2 separate regions of the Gossypium hirsutum genome follow, and region 2 is linked to region 1. The links are chromatin contacts, called in public Hi-C maps. All regions are on one chromosome and are shown on one strand. The core of a region is the stretch at or near the end of the contact, and the rest is flanking DNA. Distances in the headings are between cores, read along the strand shown. Region 1 has its middle 4.5 kb from the start of LOC121228164. Region 2 holds the start of LOC107916595 (putative formin-like protein 15b).

The links. A called contact is a pair of places that touch in the nucleus more often than the background predicts.
Region 2: a contact with region 1 is called in a Hi-C map of hypocotyl, with 2.2 times the contacts expected there. The contact joins the promoter of LOC107916595 here to the enhancer-like site in region 1. A contact is called at or near these places in 2 of 34 Hi-C or Micro-C datasets (hypocotyl and leaf).

What each region holds. Positions count from the first base shown.
Region 1 is chrA01:33,130,169-33,136,293 of Gossypium_hirsutum_v2.1, reverse strand. No RefSeq gene overlaps it. Among protein-coding and RNA genes, the nearest start is that of LOC121228164, 4.5 kb to the right of the region's middle. Within about 2 kb of position 2,468, at least 9 of the 9 cell types and tissues checked have an H3K27ac peak or open chromatin away from gene starts, as enhancers often do. A contact at or near this core is called in hypocotyl and leaf, where this site is marked.
Region 2 is chrA01:33,248,953-33,255,077 of Gossypium_hirsutum_v2.1, reverse strand. It overlaps LOC107916595 (putative formin-like protein 15b), which reads left to right and starts at 2,475. Exons shown (of 5, transcript XM_041111408.1): 1 at 2,475-2,973; 2 at 4,018-4,116; 3 at 4,253-4,294; 4 at 5,654-5,704; 5 at 5,872-6,125. The coding sequence starts at 4,033. The coding sequence ends at 6,072.

The sequences.
Region 1 (6,125 bases), core at 1,219-3,718:
AAATAAATGTGTAATTAAGATTTAACAGACTTATAAAATCCTTTGATGCAAAACTAATCTTGATTTATCGGTGTAAGACAAGATTACATAACGGAAATTGTCCACTTATCACTGCCTAAGTTCTTCATGATGTAACCGAGTATTGTTTTTCGAAGTTACAGAGAAAACTTGTTCCCTCATTTTCTTTTTCTTTAACAATTCCATTATTAATGGATGAATCACAAATACCATTGGAAAACCATATTATCAATCGTCAAATGCCATTCTTCTAATCTCTTTTCTTTATTGCAAAGCCGATTGATTTTTGTATTGAAATAGTCATGAGCCAATTTCCTATATCTATTTAATTTCAAATGGCTAAATGCCATTATTCAATTTTCAAGGGCTTTTACGCCATTAATACTTAAAATGGCTATTGTCATTCATGGTGGCATTAAGCCATTTTCCATTTTTTTTTCTTGGGGGGGGGGGGCGGAACTTAAACTTTCTTATTTATTTTTCACCTTGCCAGTTTTTATCTCTTTTGTGACTTCCCTTTTGGAAGTTACTATATGTGAGAAATATGTGCCTTTATACTTAAAAATATTGGTAAATTACCATTTTCATTTTTTTCTCTTTCTCGTTAAATGTTAACAGGAGCACATGAAAAGTTTTTTTTTTTTTTTAAAAACACATTTTATAATTAACAAGTAGTTGGGTATAATGGTAAAGTATATTGCACTTTCAAAGGGAGGATTCAGATTTGAACTTTGAAGACGACATTATTAGAAATGATAGTTATGAATCCCTAATATGAACTGTAAAACGGACATGAAGTATATAAAAAATTACACCTTAAAACTCTCTATATTTATAGATTTTAAAGTTTAAACCAAAGATAAACGAATAGCTTAAATAACTAAATCAACTTCAATCCACGAGACTAAACTCAATCGTCTTTTATTGACTCGCTTCATTGATTTTTTTTTTAAATTTATTTCATTTTGAGGTCTAAGATATTTTATTTCTATATTATGAAAATTTTAAAATTGTTGTACATCTATTTATGTGAATGTTTTTTAAAGGGTAAACTACATGATAGTGTCCCATTTTTTCCTTCAATTTTTCTTGATTTCTCTTTCTTTAAAAAACCCTTTTTTTTCCATCAATTTTTTTTAACTTTAAATAAAAAGAAAAAAAAAGCCCATGAAAAATTTGCATTTAAAGTTTTAGGTTCTCTCGGTAAAAGATTCAGATTTAATTCCCTAAATTCATTTTTTTTTCCCTCCAACAACAAATGTTTAAATAAACAAAGCGAAAAAGAAAAAAAAAGGTTTCGTTTGGGGGGAATCAAAGAGATTAAAGATTGAAACTTTAATGAAAATGAGAAATGGATTTTGAAAGAAATTTAGATACAAAATTTGAGTTAAAAGAAGAGGAGCTCAAGAACAGAGAAGAAATAGGGGAAGGGAAGAAGTAGGATGTTTTACAAAAAAGGAATCAATCTTTTTGCAAACAAAAAGCCATACTTATTTTTGCGTTTAAAAGAGATTTTTTTTTTAAAGAAGTTTACAAATCAAACAAGATTGAAACTTCAAAGGAAAAAATTAATCAATAGTAGCCAAATTGATTAAAACAAAAAAACAAAAAGCGATATGGATTTTTTTTTTTGGATGGAAAATTGAGAATGTGAAGAAAGATTTTTTTTAAAAAAAATTAGGATAAATTTCATTTATATTAAAAGATAGGGGCAAAAATAATAATTTTTTATTTTACTTAAATTATGTGAAAAATTAAAATTTTAGAAATAATTTGATGTCAGATTTCCGTTAGAATTTTTAACAAGAGTGACCAAAATGAATGAACTATGTAATGCGGGTGTCTAAATTGTAAACTTTTTTTTTAATTTTTTATGCTTAAAATGAGAATTTTGATAGCTAAGTGCCTTCGTATATATTAACTATTTAAAAAAATTAAAAAAATTAAAATTAATTTTTTTTGTAAATGTTGAGTGCTATATTTATTAAAATTTTTGAATTTGAATTAAAATGACAAATTTTGTAAACATAAAGAGCTAAATTTGTTGAACTTTTTATATTTAGAATCAAATTGATAGAATATATAAACATTAGAGAGCTAAATTTGTTATTAAACTAATAAAAAAAGCCTACATCAACACTTCCGTTAATATTCAAACGGCTTTTAACATCCGGTGACGGAAATATTTGATTTTGTATAATTTAGTGACTAAGATAAAAAAAATTAAAAATTTAGTGACTAAAATAGATTGGGGATAATACTTTAGTGACCATTTCTGCACTTTACCCTGAATTTAATTTCTTTACTATGTGAACTAAAAATCCAATCGATTTCCATAAAAAATCAAACCAAAAATTATAACTAAAGCGGACGGCCCTACTCAGTGCCATTCGGCCCATCATTTTCACTCATTTTTGTAGCAAAAGGACATATAGTTTAGCTTTTACGGAGATTCAACCTTAAACAAATGTGCCCCCAAAAACTTAGCTCATGACTAAGCCCAAATTTAACATAGGCTTTACATGGATCTAATTGCTGATAGGTTAGGCAGGCGCACACAAGAAGGAACGATAATCTCAAACATATTCGGGTATCATCGATTTCATCACAAGAAAAGAAAAGTCGTCGGCTTTTTCGTATTCAGTTCTTTTTAAAGAAGAGGGCAACAAGGCAAAAATCAAGCAAAGATGTGCTACGAAGTGAAGTGCTCAACATGCGGAAAGACAACATGGGGAGGTTGTGGAAGACATGTTCCATCTGTTTACAATCGCCTGCCTGAAACCCAACGCTGCAACTGCAAGGAATGGCCTGGTGTCAACGCTCCTCAACCTTCCACTTCTTGTACCATTTTGTAATAAAACTCCCTTTTTTGTTCTTTCCTAATTTGCGTGTTTCCTTTTGCTTTTGTTCTTGTTCTATTATGATTGATATGAGATGTGATGTTGTTGATGTAATTCTTGATGCCTTTTTGTAGTATTTGTGTTAAATTTTAGTTCACCCAAATCTTGTTTAATCAATCCTTATTATTACTACTCAATTTTAATACTTGATAGGATCTCAATCATGTAACAGCTTCTTCCTTCATGAAATATCATAATCTTTTTTTCCTTCTATTTTAAAAAATAAATAAATTAATTTCTATAGTTAAATTAAAAAGTAAATTATGACCATAAAATAATTAAACAGTGAAGCTTAAAATGCTACATGTATGGCATCTACAAGAACTAAATTTTATAAGTAAAAATAGATGGAATTTATAATAAAATGATTATTTTACTCTTTGATTAAAATATATAAATTAATTTTGTACATATTTTAATAAAAAAATTAAAATACAATCTAATTTCTAATATAAATTTTTTATAATACTTTCAATGTTAATAATTATATTTGTATTTAAATATGGATATCAAAACTTTTAACTTTCGTTCATACTGTTTTTAACTTCTTAATTTAACTTCTCCTACCTATCAGACTCTTGCTTGAAAAGCTTCATATATATACTTATCCCATTCAAAGCTATACTATCTTCCAATACAACAACAATGGCATATGAATGACATGTTGGATATGCTAAAAATAAGATTAGTTGATACATTATCTATACTAATATTTAAATTAATAATTTTGGGGTGGAAAGGGAAAGATTTATGTTATTCCTCTGCTACATTAAGACAATTATGATAATAATCTGTTTTCTGAAAGCAAAACCCATAAGAAAATTTCGTATAATAATATAATATAGTATTATTTATCTGGTAAAAACACTATTGAGGCCCCTTCTATTGAAAAAATAAAAGTAAATTACTTAACGGAGGCTAATATCATCATTACTCTATAGTTTATTATACTGCCGAAGACCTTTCATGCAATATTCATCTGATCAACTTTTTTCTCCTCTTTTTCTTCAAAAAAGAAAAAAAAAAACCCTTTTTTCTCAGTCCTATCAAAGGGTCAAAGCCATTCGTACATATTATCTTCTTTTTGCACTGGTTTCCTCTCCATCTTCTGTGACTTGAAAGGGTTTGTGTTTCAGCATTGGTTGGGTTACAAAGAAATGGCAATGGCTGTTATTGCAGCAACACATGCTGCAAAGCTTCATGTAGAAGAAATCAGGAGCAACAAGTTCGCAATAGGCAAGAAAGAGCCCAATCCTTCCTTTAACCCAAGATCTTTATCATGCTGTTTCCAGCCTCTCTGCTAAGTTATACACTAAAGATGTTCACTTTTTTAATGGAGCTTATTCAGGTTATCGTTTCTTCTATTCTTTACCAAGCGTAAGCATATACTGGGTTTTTACTCTAGTTTTTCCATTTTGTGCATGTGTGTTCAATGTAGAATGCAGAGGACAATGAGTACCCGATTGGTGTTCAGCCAACTCCGGAGTTTGTATTGACAACTAGAGACATAACCAGGACTGGTGCACGTTCAACATTGTTGGTTTTCAACAATGAAGTTGGGTTTTAAAGGAAGAACATGGACTCTATTTGTAGTGTACGAAGGTCCACTGTAACGCCCCAATTTTCAGGAATCCTGTGAATGTTAGCATAGGTTTAATTATGTTAATGGGCCTCTAGAAAGCCCAAGCTTAAGATAGAACCCGGCAATTTTAGTTAATTTTTGTTCCATAACAAAAAGGGAGTGAAATTATGAAATAGAACCTAGTGAAAATGTTTGAAAATGCTATAGGCTAAATTGAAGTGGTCAAATAAATAGGAGTGCAAAATAGGAGGATTTGCATGACAAACCTCCCATTTTACATGAAGTGGCCAGCCATCATGTTGTTGTAGACAAAATGTACACTTGATATCCATAATTTATTGATACAAATTGATACAAATTGATAATAGGTTAGGTAAATGTTCCATGATAATAGGTTAGGTAAATGTTCCATGATAATGGGTTAGGTAAATGTTTCATGATAATGGGTTAGGTAAATGTTTCATGATAAGTATTTCATGTCTTTTGTATTAAAGAATTAAATTGATGAAATATTAAGTTTTATTAAAAGAAAAAGGGGTGAAAAGAACAAAGTTTTGTCCATCTTTGTTCATCATAGCTGAAAGTTAGAAAAGAGAAAGGAGAGGAGAAAGCTCTTGAGTATTCGGTCATTAGGAGGAGGAAAATTGAAGGTAAGTTCTTGGTACCTTGCTTCTATTTTGAGGTTCATGAGTTCTTCTTGATTCTACCTTAACTCTTGAAGCATATTTTGATTTTTAGTTGTGTTGTGAGCATTTAGTCATGAATTAAAATGAATGAAATGGTTTTTGTTTCATGTTCTTTTGATGAAAAATGGAAGATAGGTGAAGTTGAGCCAAACAAATGAGCATGCATGTGCCTTAGATGTTAAAGGGAAAAATCAGCTAACATGTTATGCTTTAAAATGATGAAATGGAGATTATACTTAAGTAAAATCATAGATATGTGATGATTGATTGGTGATATACATGTTTAAATAACATGCATGCAAGGTATGTGTGAAAGAGTGATTTGGTAATAAATCTGCTTGGGACAACAGCAGTAACGTGACTTTGGAAAATCACCATAAATTGTGGGAGATGAATTAGAAGCTGAATAAATTATGTAATTAAAGCTTATTGAGCCTAGTTTCTAATGAAATAAACAAGAACATATTTTGAATTCTGTACAATGAGAAATTTGATTCGTAATGAAGAGTGGTCAGATTAGTCAAACAGTGAAACATGTGAAACTTTGAGAAAAATCTGGTATTGATTGGCTAAACCAAAAATTCTGAAAATTTTATGGATAGAATATATATGAGTCTATTTTCAGGGAAAATTAACAGCACTTGATTTGGAGTTTCGTAGCTCCAATTATAAATGATTTAGTGACTGTTGCTCAGGAAGATAGCTTGCAGTGAAATTATGATTATGTGGTAAACATTGACAAAATTTGTTAATGAGTTGCTTATTGATTTCTTATAAGCTTACTATGATTTGTAGGTGTGGTTGGTCGAATATTGTAAGGGGTTAATACGTAGTTTGTATTTGAATAGTTAGATTAACGTGTTACTAATCCAATTGTAGGCGGTTCGTGTGTGGATCTCGTCAGCATATCGTCGCAAACAGGTGTGTAACTGACACCCT
Region 2 (6,125 bases), core at 1,226-3,725, 120 kb before region 1:
CTGTTTAAACTAATTAATAACATTATAAATATATAGAGACCAAATTATGTTAGAAATTAAAATGTAAGGATGAAATCTTAAATTTAAACATATTAAAAAGACTACTTCTATAAAATAAAAAAAATAAAAAAATCATAGTGACTCTATGCCATGTATCAAGACGAGAAAGATTCTTTCCACCTTACATTAATATAAAATATAAATAATCAAGTTTTTGTCACAGTGCAGATAGACATTGACTTTGATGTAATTATTTATTTTCAGTCCAATTTAGAATAATAAGAAATTATTACTTTTTAATCAAAGATTTAACTAATTAATAACGACAAAGAAAAGAAAAGGATAAAGAATAGTTTAAAAAACAAATGATGCTTAGCATATATAGCATTACTTGTTCGCTAGGTTCACACGTGACACAATAACACAAATAGGATTTTCTCTTTTCTTTTCTTTTTGTTTGAGGGAATCCATGTATTAAGAGGAGAGGAATGGCACGTAGGTGTTGAAATTTAAATTTAATAATTAGCTTATTTAAAATTTTCGATGGCTTAATTTACTATTTGGCTTTTGAAGTATATACGTTTTTCCACTTTAGTACTTAAATTTTTTTTTTCAATTTGGCATTTAAAGTATCATTTTAGTATAGTTTTTAGTCTAATTTTGTAATAGATGTTAAAAAAATGATGGCTAATCAGAACATGCCACTTGTCCTTATTTATTAATTCTATAATATAATTTAAATTTTAAATTTTTTATTACAAATAAATATTAAATTATTAATTGTTTTTCCTAAACCAATCTTTCTTCTTCATTGCAAACAATGAGAAAGGCAACCTGTTGCACCGCCGCCATCGCTCCTTCAATGATCTCCTCTGAAAAATATCACCACCAAACTCTTCCCCTTTCTCTCGTATTTCTTTTCACCATTCGGATTCTCAAATGAGGACTTGGAGTCCACTGAACTCGAAAACCCAAACCCAAATAAGATGGGTTTTCTTCTTTGTGTTGATTTTTCTCTTTTTGGTTTTCTTGTTTCAACAAGAGGGTGTTAGCTAGCCTTAGCAATTGAGGATGTCACACCTCAACATATAGGAGGTTAGTTGTAATGAATAAGTAAGAAATAAGCCTTAGGCTTGATGGTTAAGTACCTTATGCATCCTTAAGAAATCTTAGGTTTAAATCACATCTCTTCCATTTTTTCTCTTTTTATTTTCAGCAACCTAGGATGAAAATCACATTAAAATAAATATTAAATAGAGTAAAAATTGAATAAAAATGGGTAGTAGCCTACTTGGTTAAACATGTTTCTCGCCATCTCTTGCTCAAGTTTGAACCACCCCTTACCTAATTTCATATTTTTTAATTCTTTCAACCACTACAGGAAAATAGGGCTTTAGCGGCGTTTTATCAAAAAACGCCGCAAAAATTTTAAAACATAGAGCAATAGCGGCGCTTTTGGTAAAACGCCACTAAAAACCAGAGCATTAGCGGCGCTTTTGGTAAAACGCTGCTAAAAGTCATATAACCCCTAAACCCAAAAAAATCATAAACATTAATCTATAACCCCTAAAACAATAATTATTAAAATTTATGGTTATACAATATATTAAATATTTTCTTATATAATCGTAAAAGAGATAGTATTGAATTTAAAATATTGAATTAATTATCATTATAGTTTAAGGTTTATGGTTTAAGATATATGGTTTAAGGTTTAAGGTTTAGGAGTTAACTAGTTTAAGGTGTAAGGGTTTGGGGTTAATGGTTAAGGTTTAGGGTTTAGTGTTTATGGGATAGGGGTTAAGAAGTTTAGGGTTTAGATTAATTAGTATTTTTTAATTTATATATTAAACGATTTCTTATATAATTGTAAAAGAGATAATATTAATTTGAATATATTAAACTTATGATTGTAGTTTAAATTATTTAAGAGATAATAGATAAACTTTATATATATATATTAAATGGTTTAAGATTTAATCTAAAAATATTTTGATATATTAAAAATAATTCAATTCAAATTAATTCCTCTACACTTAATTTATTTAAGTGAAATTTAAACTTAAAATTTAGTCCTTATATTTTAATTTGATTAGTTTTAGTCCCTATATTTTTCAAATCGATCAATTTTATCTTTTGTACTTTTTAAAATTTATAATTTTAGTCATGATCACTTAAATGATAGCAATTATATATGTTTGGCTAAATTCTGCTATTAGTCTTGATATTATGCATAAAGTTATAGGTTGAGTTCATGTTATCCAATTACATATTATCATGTAATGTTTTAATCAAAAAGTTAATAATATTAACTATTTGGATTAATTAATAATATTATAAAAATATATAGACTAAATGATATTAAAAATTAAAGTATATGCAAAAAAATCTGAAATTTAAATATATTAGAGAGACCAAATTAAAATTTAACCATTTTAGTAAATAATAATAATACTACTACTAATAATAATAATAAAAGAGAAAAAAAAGAAAAAATTATTGGGCTGCATACGTTTTTTGGAGCCCCAAATTCCCTTTACTTTCCCAAATTTGCACAGGGTGGCGTTTTCAGAAAATGCCGGAAAAGTGCAATACCCATTTCACCAAATTTTTCACGAAATTCTAACTTAAACGTTTTCTTTTTGTTAGCCCTGATTTCCCCAAAGTTTTTCACGAAACTCTATATTTCTTCCCTAAAATCTAAAATCCCCAATTTTTCCAAATCGTTAAGTTTTCCCCCAAATCCTTCGCCCCGTGATCAAAAAATCCCATCTCCTCCGTCGCCTTCTCCCCGTGCATCGCAACTCATTCCCTCCATCGTCTTCGCCCCGTGCATCGCAACCCATCTCCTCCATCGCCTTCGCCCCGTGCATCTGCTGCATAGCCGTCTAGTGTCCCCTCTGCTGCCCGAATATATTTGGTAAATTCAACGAGGTTGTCGATTCCTCTGAACAAGGCTGACTTCACTTTTAGGTTAGTAACTACATTCACCATCGTATTTTACTTGAATATCATATTCTAGCTACCACATTTTTTGCTACAACAGCTCGGTTATTTTGATAAACAATTAAATTTATGAAATAAGATGTAGAAGTTAATACCCATATCCAAATTCACACCTGAGTTCGAGTAAGGTAGCTTGAAAAACTGCATTAACATATTTACTTGCAATAAGATACAAAGATATAAATGAATGGAGTTCTCTTTATATAGTATGTAGACATGTAGTTATGTTTTTAGTTACATCCACCAAAGATAAAGTGTTGGTCACATGTTTACTATGAAGCAGTAAGTTAGGCCAAACATATACCAGCATTGCTTTTAAACTGTTTTCTCTGCTCTCTTATCCTATATGTTAGAACGTGGAAGTGTAGTTTGTTTGAATGGGAAGTGTTTCTCCTTATCGACATGTCTTATATCTGTCTCTACGTTTGGTTGCCTGTCATAAATAATGCAAATGATTACACCCTTGTTTAGAGAATGTAATTGCAACCATTTCTTTTAATTACATCGGCTCTGGGTATTTTGTATGTACAAACATATGAGTCTGAGATGTTAAAAAAAATTGGAATTGCTTTTTGTTGGAGTGGAAAAATTTTGTTTGTCTTAGCTTTATATTTGATTTGTTCTGGATGATTTTGTTTATCAAGATATTGAAGGCTATGTCCCTACAACGCAATCATATATAACAGTAGCAGATAATGAAAATCTGTGAATGTCAGTGTAAGCATGGAAAGGAAACATGAAAGCAATGGCCTTTATTAGAAGGAGCTATGGATGGGTGGCAGAAAGAAACATGATGAAATTCTGGCCACCAGAGTTAACCTCTCAATGTATATAAAACCCTGCTAGAAACCCTGCTAGTATATCTTAACATCTTGCTTGTTCCTGTATGTTAACTTCTTTATCTTTATTTTTTGTAGCATCTTCTCTCTGTATTATTCTTACTCAACTGTACTTGATTTAGGAGGGAAAATGCTGTAGCATTGAATTTATCAAGCTTCTTGAATTTATCAGGCTGCAGTGCTAGCAATGGATGATACGGTATTAGATGTTGATCAAGTGGAAAATCTCATAAAATTTTGTCCAACTAAAGAGGAAATGGAACTTCTCAAGGTGATGCTTTAGCATAAGCATATAAATATATTCAGTATTGTATTTAAGCTATTTAGAATTGCTTTTTACATGGTATACATTTACCATTAGAAGTTTGTCTTCTTTGATTGTGATTTACCCTCTTTTTATTTTTTAGAACTACACTGGTGACAAGGAAAGTCTAGAGAAGTGTGAACAGGTCTGCATTTTCTCTCTAACCATATTTTCTCAATTTTTCAAATTGTTAGACTTGGGTTTTTACATAGCTGGACTGATAGATGGTTCATTTCCATTGACATGCTAAATATACTATTTTTCTAAAAATTATTTGTCTTTGTCTTCATGTTCTTCTAAAATTTGACCTTCTAATATCTTTCCTCCAGAGCATTTGGCTCAGTAGTTGGTGCATGCTTCCCCCTACTCAAAGAGCTGGATTCAAGTCCCCCCATCTCCCAATATAAGAAAACTCTTTATGCCATTCAGTTTAAGAAATTTCTTTTAAAACTGAGATACTTTGGTATGATAGGGAATACATTTTTCTGGCTAGGTCACTTCGAATGACTGAATTACTGCTTTCTTTTTATTCGGTTTTTAGGGAGTGAGGGGAACACAATGGAAAACTTGTCCTCCCTCCCCTCTTCCGCCAAGTTCTTTTTATTTTCCTCTCTTCCTTCTTCTAATGAAAGGAGACTATAATTTCATGTACTGATGTTGGAATTTATACTGCTTGTTAAAAGATGAAGATTGTACTTTTGATACCTAGTCCTATATTTCCCTACTATATTTTTGGAACAATTTATGTCTGATAATTTCTCAATAAAGATAGTAATGTTAGCTAAATTTGTTCAGTGATGTGGATTATTCATGAGCATAAATACAGTTAAGATTTTCTGACTGAAAGTTCAAGCATAGGGAGCTTATCTGAAAAAAAATCATTTTGTTTACTTATGGGTTTATTCTTATTCTAAGAGATATAAACTAGATTACTCTATATATTTACCTATGGAAAGAAGTGTGCTATGGAAGGGTGTATATGGTTGTAAATTTAGTAGAGTGATAGGTTTGTCCTCCTTTTGACTTTGTGGTTCATTTGAAGAAGAAAAATAGAAGGATGTTTCAAGGAAGAATTACCCTTTAACAATCTCCTGTTCTGTACTCCCTTGTTATAATTTAAAAAGGCAGCAGTGGCTGAAACTGCAAGAGGCTATTGATTTTATATCTCTGTTCTGGTAAAGTGGGCTTTGTGCTTCAGTCAGAGCTGCCTTGGTTCTTAGTGGTAGTATGGGTTCTTTCTAATTCAAAAATGAGAAAGAGGAGGAAAGAATTGGCAGATAATGTATCTTTCAAAAATGATGAAAGTGCCACGAGTAGAGTCAAAACTAAGAGTGTTTTGTTTCAAGATTCAGTTCCGAACTCAGGTTTGGCGGTATCTCCATAGTAAATCTGATTTGATAAATTTACAATATTATTCAATAATTAATCTCCTTCTTGTTTCTCCTTTTTCTTTTATTGAATCACTTGTTTATCCTCTGTTCTTACATTTTTTTACCACCTGCAGGTTTCTGAATTTAAAAGGAGCTTAAATACTGTAAATTCTACATCTAATGAGGTATATCATTAATGTTGTATGTTTTATTTGTTTTTCATTTTTTACAACTTTTTCTGACCAACAATTTATTTGTTACATATATGTTTTATTTTATTTTAATCGTTAATTGTATGTCACTAATGCTTAATTGTTATAATTTTTACATAAATGTTTTTTTTTTACTCGAGGCTAAGAAGTTAGCATCACAATATCAAAAGGAAGCGGACAAATGCAATTCGGGTATGGAGACGTGCGAAGAAGTAAGGGAGAAAGCTGAAGAAGCACTGTCGGCTCAAATGAAATTAACAGCAATGTGGGAAATAAGAGCTCGTCAGAAAGGGTGGAGAGAAAAGGTCGCCAAATCTAATGCATTTCCTTATTTCATTTAAGTAACTTCATTATAATGTCTTATTTTATTGATATTTTTATATTTAATCTAGTT